2 separate regions of the Ovis aries genome follow, and region 2 is linked to region 1. The links are chromatin contacts, called in public Hi-C maps. All regions are on one chromosome and are shown on one strand. Each heading gives the region's core, a stretch centred on a gene start, on an enhancer-like site or on the middle of the called end of the contact. The rest is flanking DNA. Distances are from core to core; before and after follow the strand shown. Region 1 overlaps SLC38A9 (solute carrier family 38 member 9). Region 2 holds the start of MTREX (Mtr4 exosome RNA helicase).

Region 1 (3,618 bases), core at 124-2,623:
ACTACTTTACTAGATCTGTATAAATCCCCAACTATGAAACAACTGAGCCTCAATAATCAAATAATCACTTCCAATCACTGTTGTTGGCCTAGGACACGTTAATAGGTAAACTCTTCACTTTGTTATGTGCTTGCTCGCTCTCACTCACTTGCTCTCTCTCTCTGGGACCACAGATAACAAAGAGTCAATTCAGGTTGCTATTTAGTGACAGTATTAATGACAGATGAAAGCGAGAGAGGCCAGTTTGCACATGGGCAGACAAATAAACACTTTAAAAAAATAAGGGCCATAAGCATGCTTGGTATCTTTGAAGGGCACCCAGAATACTGCCTATTTTAAGTATCTACTGCTACCTCACTGGCTTACCAGAGTACCTAAAATGTTATTAGAAAAATCTAATCCTTAGGTTGCTGCTGCTGCTGCTGCTAAGTCGCTTCAGTCGTGTCCGACGCTGTGAGACCCTAGAGACAGTAGCCCACCAGGCTCTCCCGTCTCTGGGATTCTCCAGGCAAGAACACTGGAGTGGGTTGCCATTTACTTCTCCAATGCATGAAAGTGATTAGGTTAGGCTTTTATATTTCTAGAATTCTCCTTATTAAAATGCAAATAGTCATGAAAAAGTAATAGACTGGGTCTTTGACGCATCATATTGCTTGCCATCATAACATTAAACAGACAACAGAGCTGGCACCAATAGGATAGAAAAGCATTAATCAATAAGGGGAGGGAAAAAGGTATAATTTACAAAGTATTGTCTAGAGGGAATTTTTGAGTGAATTCCCTGAGAAAAACTGGGCACACAGAGATGAGTAAGAAAGCCCTAGGTCCTGGGAGAAATGGAAAAGGAAACAAGAGTTTGAGAAAACTGAAAAAGGGAAGTTCAAATCCCAATTTGGTTTCAGGCTGGCTGGGAGGGTCAACTCCCAAAGGTTATAATCCCAGAGCAGCTGCAGAGCATGAAGCAATCCTGAATACCAGCTCTAATATCTGGTTACCAGAAAGTCTGGGAAAAGCAGCAAAACAAACTCTTAAGGCCAGTGACTGCCAATGGCATATATCAAATACAGTATAAGAGATTTCTAAACCTCTCTGTCCCCCTATCCACATTCTTCACCCCAAACCAGAAGAAAAACTAATAAGGGAGGTGAGGGGAGGCATGCAGAGAGAAATGTAGATTTGTGTAATTTGCAAAAATTCTCCAAATGATCCAAATGCTTGTGACATGTATGGTTCCTCTACAGCGACAAGCTCCTTCATCTACCTAAGTCTAATCAGATCCCCAGTCCACCAAAATGATAAGCAGGTCCAACACATTTTCAGTCCCAAACATTTCTTAAAATTTTTCTGTTTTGAACTGGAACATGATTTTGAGTGCCACCTAGTGGAAGAGACAGAGTCAACCACAAATTAAACTAAGAATAAGCAATCTTAAAGTATCAAATGTTATTTTTTATATTCTAACAGCTGAAGACAGTTTCCCAAAATGCCGCTATATGAAAGATGATTTTAGGTAGCACAAGGATAAATGCTATTTTAACTCCTTTGTATTTACTGCAATGTGTACTTTGGCCACCTCATGCGGAGAGTTGACTCACTGGAAAAGACTGATGCTGGGAGGGATTGGGGGCAGGAGGAGAAGGGGACGACAGAGGACGAGATGGCTGGGTGGCATCACTGACTTGATGGACGTGAGTCTGAGTGAACTCCGGGAGCTGGTGATGGACAGGGAGGCCTGGCGTGCTGTGATTCATGGGGTCGCAAAGAGTTGGACACAACTGAGCGACTGAACTGAACTGAACTGATACTAGAAAAAAGTATAAATGATACTTCATCATTTCACAAACATGTGAAGATAAGGCTAAATTAACACTAATTTTTTCAAAGTTAATAAATTAAAAAATACAGTATATCTGAGATTTATGTATATAAAATGAAATAACCCACATTTTAGTAGAAATAACAATATTTTAAGATATTCCTGTTTTTTTCCCTCATCAAATAAGTTCCTGAAATTATTCCACAAGAAAATTAGCATTCAATACTGCTAAACTCCTATAAAAATTTGCCTTCCTTAAAACATGCTTACCTAGACAGTTATCCTATGATTGAAAATAGTTGATTCCCTCTTATTTTGACAAATTTCATTATAGAAAACATACTTCCACTTAATCTAAATGGTTAAATACTCAGAGAACTGTTTGAACTCCTGCCAACCTATTGCAGTAGAATGCACTTTAATGACCTATGTTCTATCGTCACAGTGGTCAATTATTTATCATAGAATTCAGAGGTTTCAAGAGAGTTCTGAGCATTTAATCAGCATTCATTAGTCCTTCTATTCACTGATACTGAAACATACAAGTGAAAATTATAAGATTCATTTCATTGTCTTCTCTGATGGCCACTACATGTCTCATGTGATAAATTTCATACTGCTCAAGCTGCTAAAAAAGTCTAAAAAATTAAGTATCTGGAAAATGGAAACAGGATTATCAAGAATAGTTTAAACCAATCCTCTTTCATCTCCTGGATTGGAAACTGCTTAGAGCCTTAACAAAATCAGCATTTTTTGCCATCATCACGTTAAACAGACAATAGAGCTGTGCCCGAATAGGATAGATAAGTGATAGTGAATAAGGGGAGGAAGAAAAAGTATAATTTACAAAGCATTGTCTAGAGGGGATTTTTGAGTGAATTCCCTGAGAAAAACTGGCACAAAGAGATGAGTAAGAAAGCCCTAGATCCTGGGAGAAATAGAAGAGGAAACAGAGTTTGAGAAAACTGGAAAACAGAAGTTCAAGGAATAGATGGGGTTGTTGAATAGTCGGGTATTTACCTAACAGTAACTGCCACATGTCCCACTTAAGGCACTCAGTTTCTTTCTGAGGAGACAACACTCTTACAGTTTCCTATTTACTCCCCTGGACTCATTTATACATATTTGCATTATATATAACTTATTAATGTCTTTACCCAAATGGCAGTATACTATATACACTGACTGCTCTGCACTTCACTTTTTTCATTTAACAAAATAAGTTGAAGACTTGTTCCATTTTGATATATAATAAAGTCACTTCCTTCTTTTTAATGGGTGAAAAATATTCCATTGTATCAAGGCACCATAATTTATCCAGTCCTATAAGAAAAGACATTTTTGTTGTTTTCAATCTTTTGCTATTATAAAGAAACAGGGCATCAAACAACTCTGGACATATACTATTTGACATTGCAAATTAATGTTTAGAAGTGAAACTGCTGGGCGATGTAAACTTTGGCATCGGTTGCTGGCATTTTTTTTGGTGAGGGGCAGATCACATTAATTTTGTGGGTTAAAATTTAAAGAGCATGACACTGTATTTTAGAGTCTTCCCTACTAAGAACAGAATATCCCTTTGTGTTACATGTAATATCTTATTAACTCTAAAATACACACTTAGTCCTTTCTAAAATATGGATGCATCTAATAATCCAGGACATCTTTTAATCACTGTCAGCCAGGTGGCAGTCATGAAAGTAACTGCTCCTGGTGGCATGACAGGTCATCTGTGGTCATTTCAATGATCAATCCATTTAGAGACCATTCACTTTTCACTTTCATGCATTGGAGAAGAAAAT
Region 2 (4,130 bases), core at 734-3,233, 370 kb before region 1:
GATTGTGGAGTCACCTACACAGGAAAAGTTAGAAGTAACGGAAGTAGATGAGTTCTTCTGGAAGGGCTGGAGAGGGAATCATACTGTTAGACTGACATGTTCAGCAACTGTCACATTTTGGGGCTGGGGGACTACGAAGCCAAAGAACACAACAAATGACTATTAGAAAGTTCAAAGAACTCAGAGGAATAGCATGAAAAGAAGAGGCTGATTCACAGAGTAAAAGTGCCACAGAATCATCAAGGAAAAATACTATACATTTCCAATTGCAGGCATAGCAATTCTGTAGTTAAAATATTATGATAAGTTGCAGGACAAAGAATTATTATTCATCTAAGTGAAAGTTTGTTACCTGCCTACTTCAGTCTCATCTCCTTTCCTCCTTAGGCAATGCTTACATTCTGAGTATCTCAAAGGCCCATGCTCTTTCCTGACTCAAGATCTTGGCAAGTAGTGTTCCTTCCTGCACAGAAATACTATTCCCCCCATTTTTCATGGAGTTAATACCAATCCATCCCCCCTATACCATCACTTTCTCAAAGACACCATCCAATAGTGCTCCTTTTTCCCAGTTAAAATCAGATTACCCTGTCAAGTTCTCTTTCTTAGTGACACTTAACAATCATAAAGCAATGTTTGTGTAACTACTGCCATTAGAATGGCAAGCTCCAAGAGTGGTGATTTATTTATTTTGCTCATCCCCTTACACGGAGGTTTTCAATACATATTTGTTGGACGAATATTTCTGTAAGAACAAGCAAACACGCTAAGCAGAACAAAATAGCGTATAACTATTTCCACCTTTTGAAATCAGCTGTAAAAGAGGCCCGTTGATCTGAAGCCAGAACTGGCAATCTCCAAGATGAGTTATCAAACCAAAATGCACAAGAAGCAAAAATGCATTGCTGCGGTAAAGATCGATGACACTTTTTACAATAGATTATAACCATATTCGGGGTGTAAGTGCTGAAATTCTTATTAAGTACTGATTTTTCCATAACACGTGGAAACGCTACATCGTGGCTGAAAATGGTCTGAGAAATAAGGAGGAAAAGGGTCTGGCTCTGGGAGGTTAACAACTCTGCATTCGCCTTGCTAGTTTAGAAGGCGGCTCAGGGCTGATCCCTGCACAAACAAGAGCTAATGCAAATCTTTTTTGTTTCTTCTCAAGGCAAATGGAGGTTAGGTGGGGGACGCTACCGTCGGAACTCTGAAGGCCCGAACAGCCTACACTAATCTAAAACAAGGCTACCAGATGGGGAGACAGCAGCTCGGGATGTGAAATAAATTTTAAGATCGAGGGTCTGCCCACGTGCGAAAGGTTCTCCCTCGGGACTGGTAGTTGAGGCTCCGGAGGAGTCCGGGGCCTAATCATTCGTACCTTGCTTCACCCGGGGCTCCCTGGTGCTGGCAGCCGCGGCTGGGGCCGGCCTGGACACTGGCTTATTTTGGGCCTCCCCGGTAGCTCCGGCCTCGGCGGACTTGGCTCTGGAAGCAGACACGGCAGCCCGGACCGCCGCGGCCCCCGGCGTCTTGTGTTTCTTGTTCTTGCCACCCATGTTGCAGCTGTGGCAGAAGACCCCTCCCTGTCCAGCTGCCGGCACCACTCCCGTACGGCCTCCAAGAGATCTTCACATTCCCCCGGTCCCACGCCGCCACCCTGCGCCCTCAATCCGGGCTTCTCGGGCCTGGACGACCGCTGCTTCGTAATTGGTCGGGTTCACCAAGATCCCGCCTCCTCTCCGCCCCACAGGTGTCTGTGGCTTGCTGGGAATCCTAGCTGATCTCCTTTCTTAGTCACGGAGTTGTTCCTCCGCCAGTGGGAAAGGAAAGGAAAGATCAGAGAAGAAAAAGGAAGCGTGGAAGGAGTCTCGGCGACTGTGTAACTCCACTAATTTTATCACTTGCGGGCCCCCGTTGAGGCGTCTCCTAGCCTCACTGTCGTCACTGTCGGTGCGGTCGCGGAGCATTGTGGGTAGGAGGGAAATTGGGTCTCGCCGCTTCGAAAGATGGCTGACGCTTTCGGGGATGAGCTCTTCAGCGTGTTCGAGGACGACTCGACCACGGCTCCTGGAGCCAAAAAAGACAAAGAAAAGGAGAAGGGGAAATGGAAGGGTCCGCCAGGGTCTGCAGAAAAGACCGGGTAAGGAAGATGACCCCAGTGTTAAAGGAAGAAAATCGTACTGTCTTTTGAAGACCTCGAGAAGCGGGGTGGGTGTAGGGTGTACATGATTGGAGTAGGGAAGTGAAGAGGGTTGAGAAAAATGAAGAGTGAGGAAGAATGTTGGTTTGAGGAGGCTGGGTCTTGGCGTTTCCCGGTGACCGCAGGTAGCGTCGGCTCCTGGCCCTGCAATTCCCTGATGCGGGCATGAGGCCTGACTCTGCTCCTGCCTGAGTCTTCCCGTGGGGTCGTGAGGGCATGGCAGCTTTTTCTTAGCTTCTGCACCCGCAGCACCAGCACCAACTGGGCACAGAGCCTTTAATACACGAAACGAATCACCAGTTGAGTAAAGGGTTAAGAGGCTTAGAAAATGTGACTTGGAGAGGACAGGGCAAATAACAGCAGAAGGGAGAGAAATTCAGTCTTAAAGCTGGAGTTTTCTTGCCCATAATGAGGTGATAGCGCCGACCACTAGGATTTTGGTGAAGATTAAATGAGATAGTATGCGTAAAGCGCCTAACAGTGCTTAGCATATATTGGATTCTTAGATGCTGGCTTTGATTTCATTAAGAAAAACCGAAAAAATTACTGGTCCCTGAAACGTCAATTAAAATAAGATGATTCCTTAGTAATGAACAAAATTTACTCTTGACATTGGAGGAAGATACCCAGTAGATGCTTGAGTTAAGTTAGACATAATTTTACTTTCAAGGAATTTTTGAAGTAAGGAAGTGGAACAGATACATATTTTAAAGAGTAGGAGATTGGAATATAATAAGCTGTATGTACAGTGAAGTGCTATTAAAGTTCAGAAAAGTGGTATCTGTTTGTGGTGTCCAGAGAGCCTTACATGCAAGAAGCCATCTAAGTTGAGGAAATGATTCCTTATTGATGCTTAGATTGTTTTTTTTTTTTTTTTTTTGTAGCACGGATTGGCCTAGAGGAAGTGTTTGCTTAGGACTACAAGAGATAAGGCAGAGGATATAAATTGGTTTTAGATTATGAGGAGCCTTGAATAACAGGCATACGACTTTTTATTTTTAAAAAACCCAGTGTTTGTGGGAGGGTGTGCCCAGTGAACATGTAACTTGGTAACTGGAGAAGTAGAGTGTTAGTTTAGAAAAATTAATTTGGTAGCATTTGTTGATATGTTTAAAGAGGAAAGGCACTGATAGTAAAAGTAAATTAAAAAGTATTTAAATTGTCTAACTATGAGATTATAAGGACTTCGGCTCAGGAGGTGACAGAAGGAAGGAAAAAGGAAGATATAAAATGTTGTAAAGGAGAAAATTGACAGGCTTAATTTAAGGAGAACAATGGAAGGGGGTCAAAAGAGGTGTTTTGAATTTGGATATCAGAAAGAAGAAAAATAGGGAAATTTATAGGTGATTTTGATTTGAAAATTAATTTGGCTCAAGGCAAAGTGAAGTGATGATAGTATATCCGTATTGAAGTATCCATTGGGCAGTTTTAATTTGGATTTGAAGTAATACCAGAACTGAAGGTATATATCTGGATGTTACTTGAATTGGTACTGTTTGAAGTGAAGATTTCTCTGGGAATGTGTAGTTTTCATACACATGACAGAGATTAGAGGGACATCAGAACAATCAAAGAATGTGAAATGTCATATGTAAGAAAGAATGACAGAAAGGAGAAAAAAAAAGTCTTCCTCTGTCATTGAGTTAGAGAGTTTAGTAGTTTTGGATAACTTTTCAGGGAAAATGAGGAAGGACAGATGATTTTTGTTGTTTTCCAAACAGAAATAATTAATTTCTGTAGTTTGAATGGGCAATTATGATGTTATGAAGATGCATGCATGTGTGGTCAGTTGCTAAGCAGTGTCCCACTCTTTGAGACCGAATGGGCTATATCCTGCCAGGCTCCTCTGTCTGTGGGTGTCTCCAAGCAAGAATACTGAAGTGGGTTGCCCTGCTCTCCAGGGGATCTTCCCCACCCAGGGATTGAC

Evidence for each region. Hi-C and Micro-C count contacts between places; a contact is called where the count stands out from the background.
Region 2: a contact with region 1 is called in a Hi-C map of liver, with 2.7 times the contacts expected there. The contact joins the promoter of MTREX here to the enhancer-like site in region 1. A contact is called at or near these places in 4 of 16 Hi-C or Micro-C datasets (hypothalamus, liver, muscle and 1 more).

Annotation. Positions count from the first base shown.
Region 1 is chr16:23,648,341-23,651,958 of ARS-UI_Ramb_v3.0, reverse strand. The region is part of intron 2 of SLC38A9 (solute carrier family 38 member 9); the gene reads right to left. Among named protein-coding and RNA genes, the nearest start is that of SLC38A9, 16 kb to the right of the region's middle. Within about 2 kb of position 1,373, at least 3 of the 54 cell types and tissues checked have an H3K27ac peak or open chromatin away from gene starts, as enhancers often do. A contact at or near this core is called in liver and tail adipose tissue, where this site is marked.
Region 2 is chr16:24,020,656-24,024,785 of ARS-UI_Ramb_v3.0, reverse strand. MTREX (Mtr4 exosome RNA helicase) reads left to right here and starts at 1,983. Exons shown (of 26, transcript XM_060400428.1): 1 at 1,983-2,143. The coding sequence starts at 2,010. It overlaps DHX29 (DExH-box helicase 29), which reads right to left and starts at 1,684. Exons shown (of 27, transcript XM_004016982.5): 1 at 1,382-1,684. The coding sequence starts at 1,559.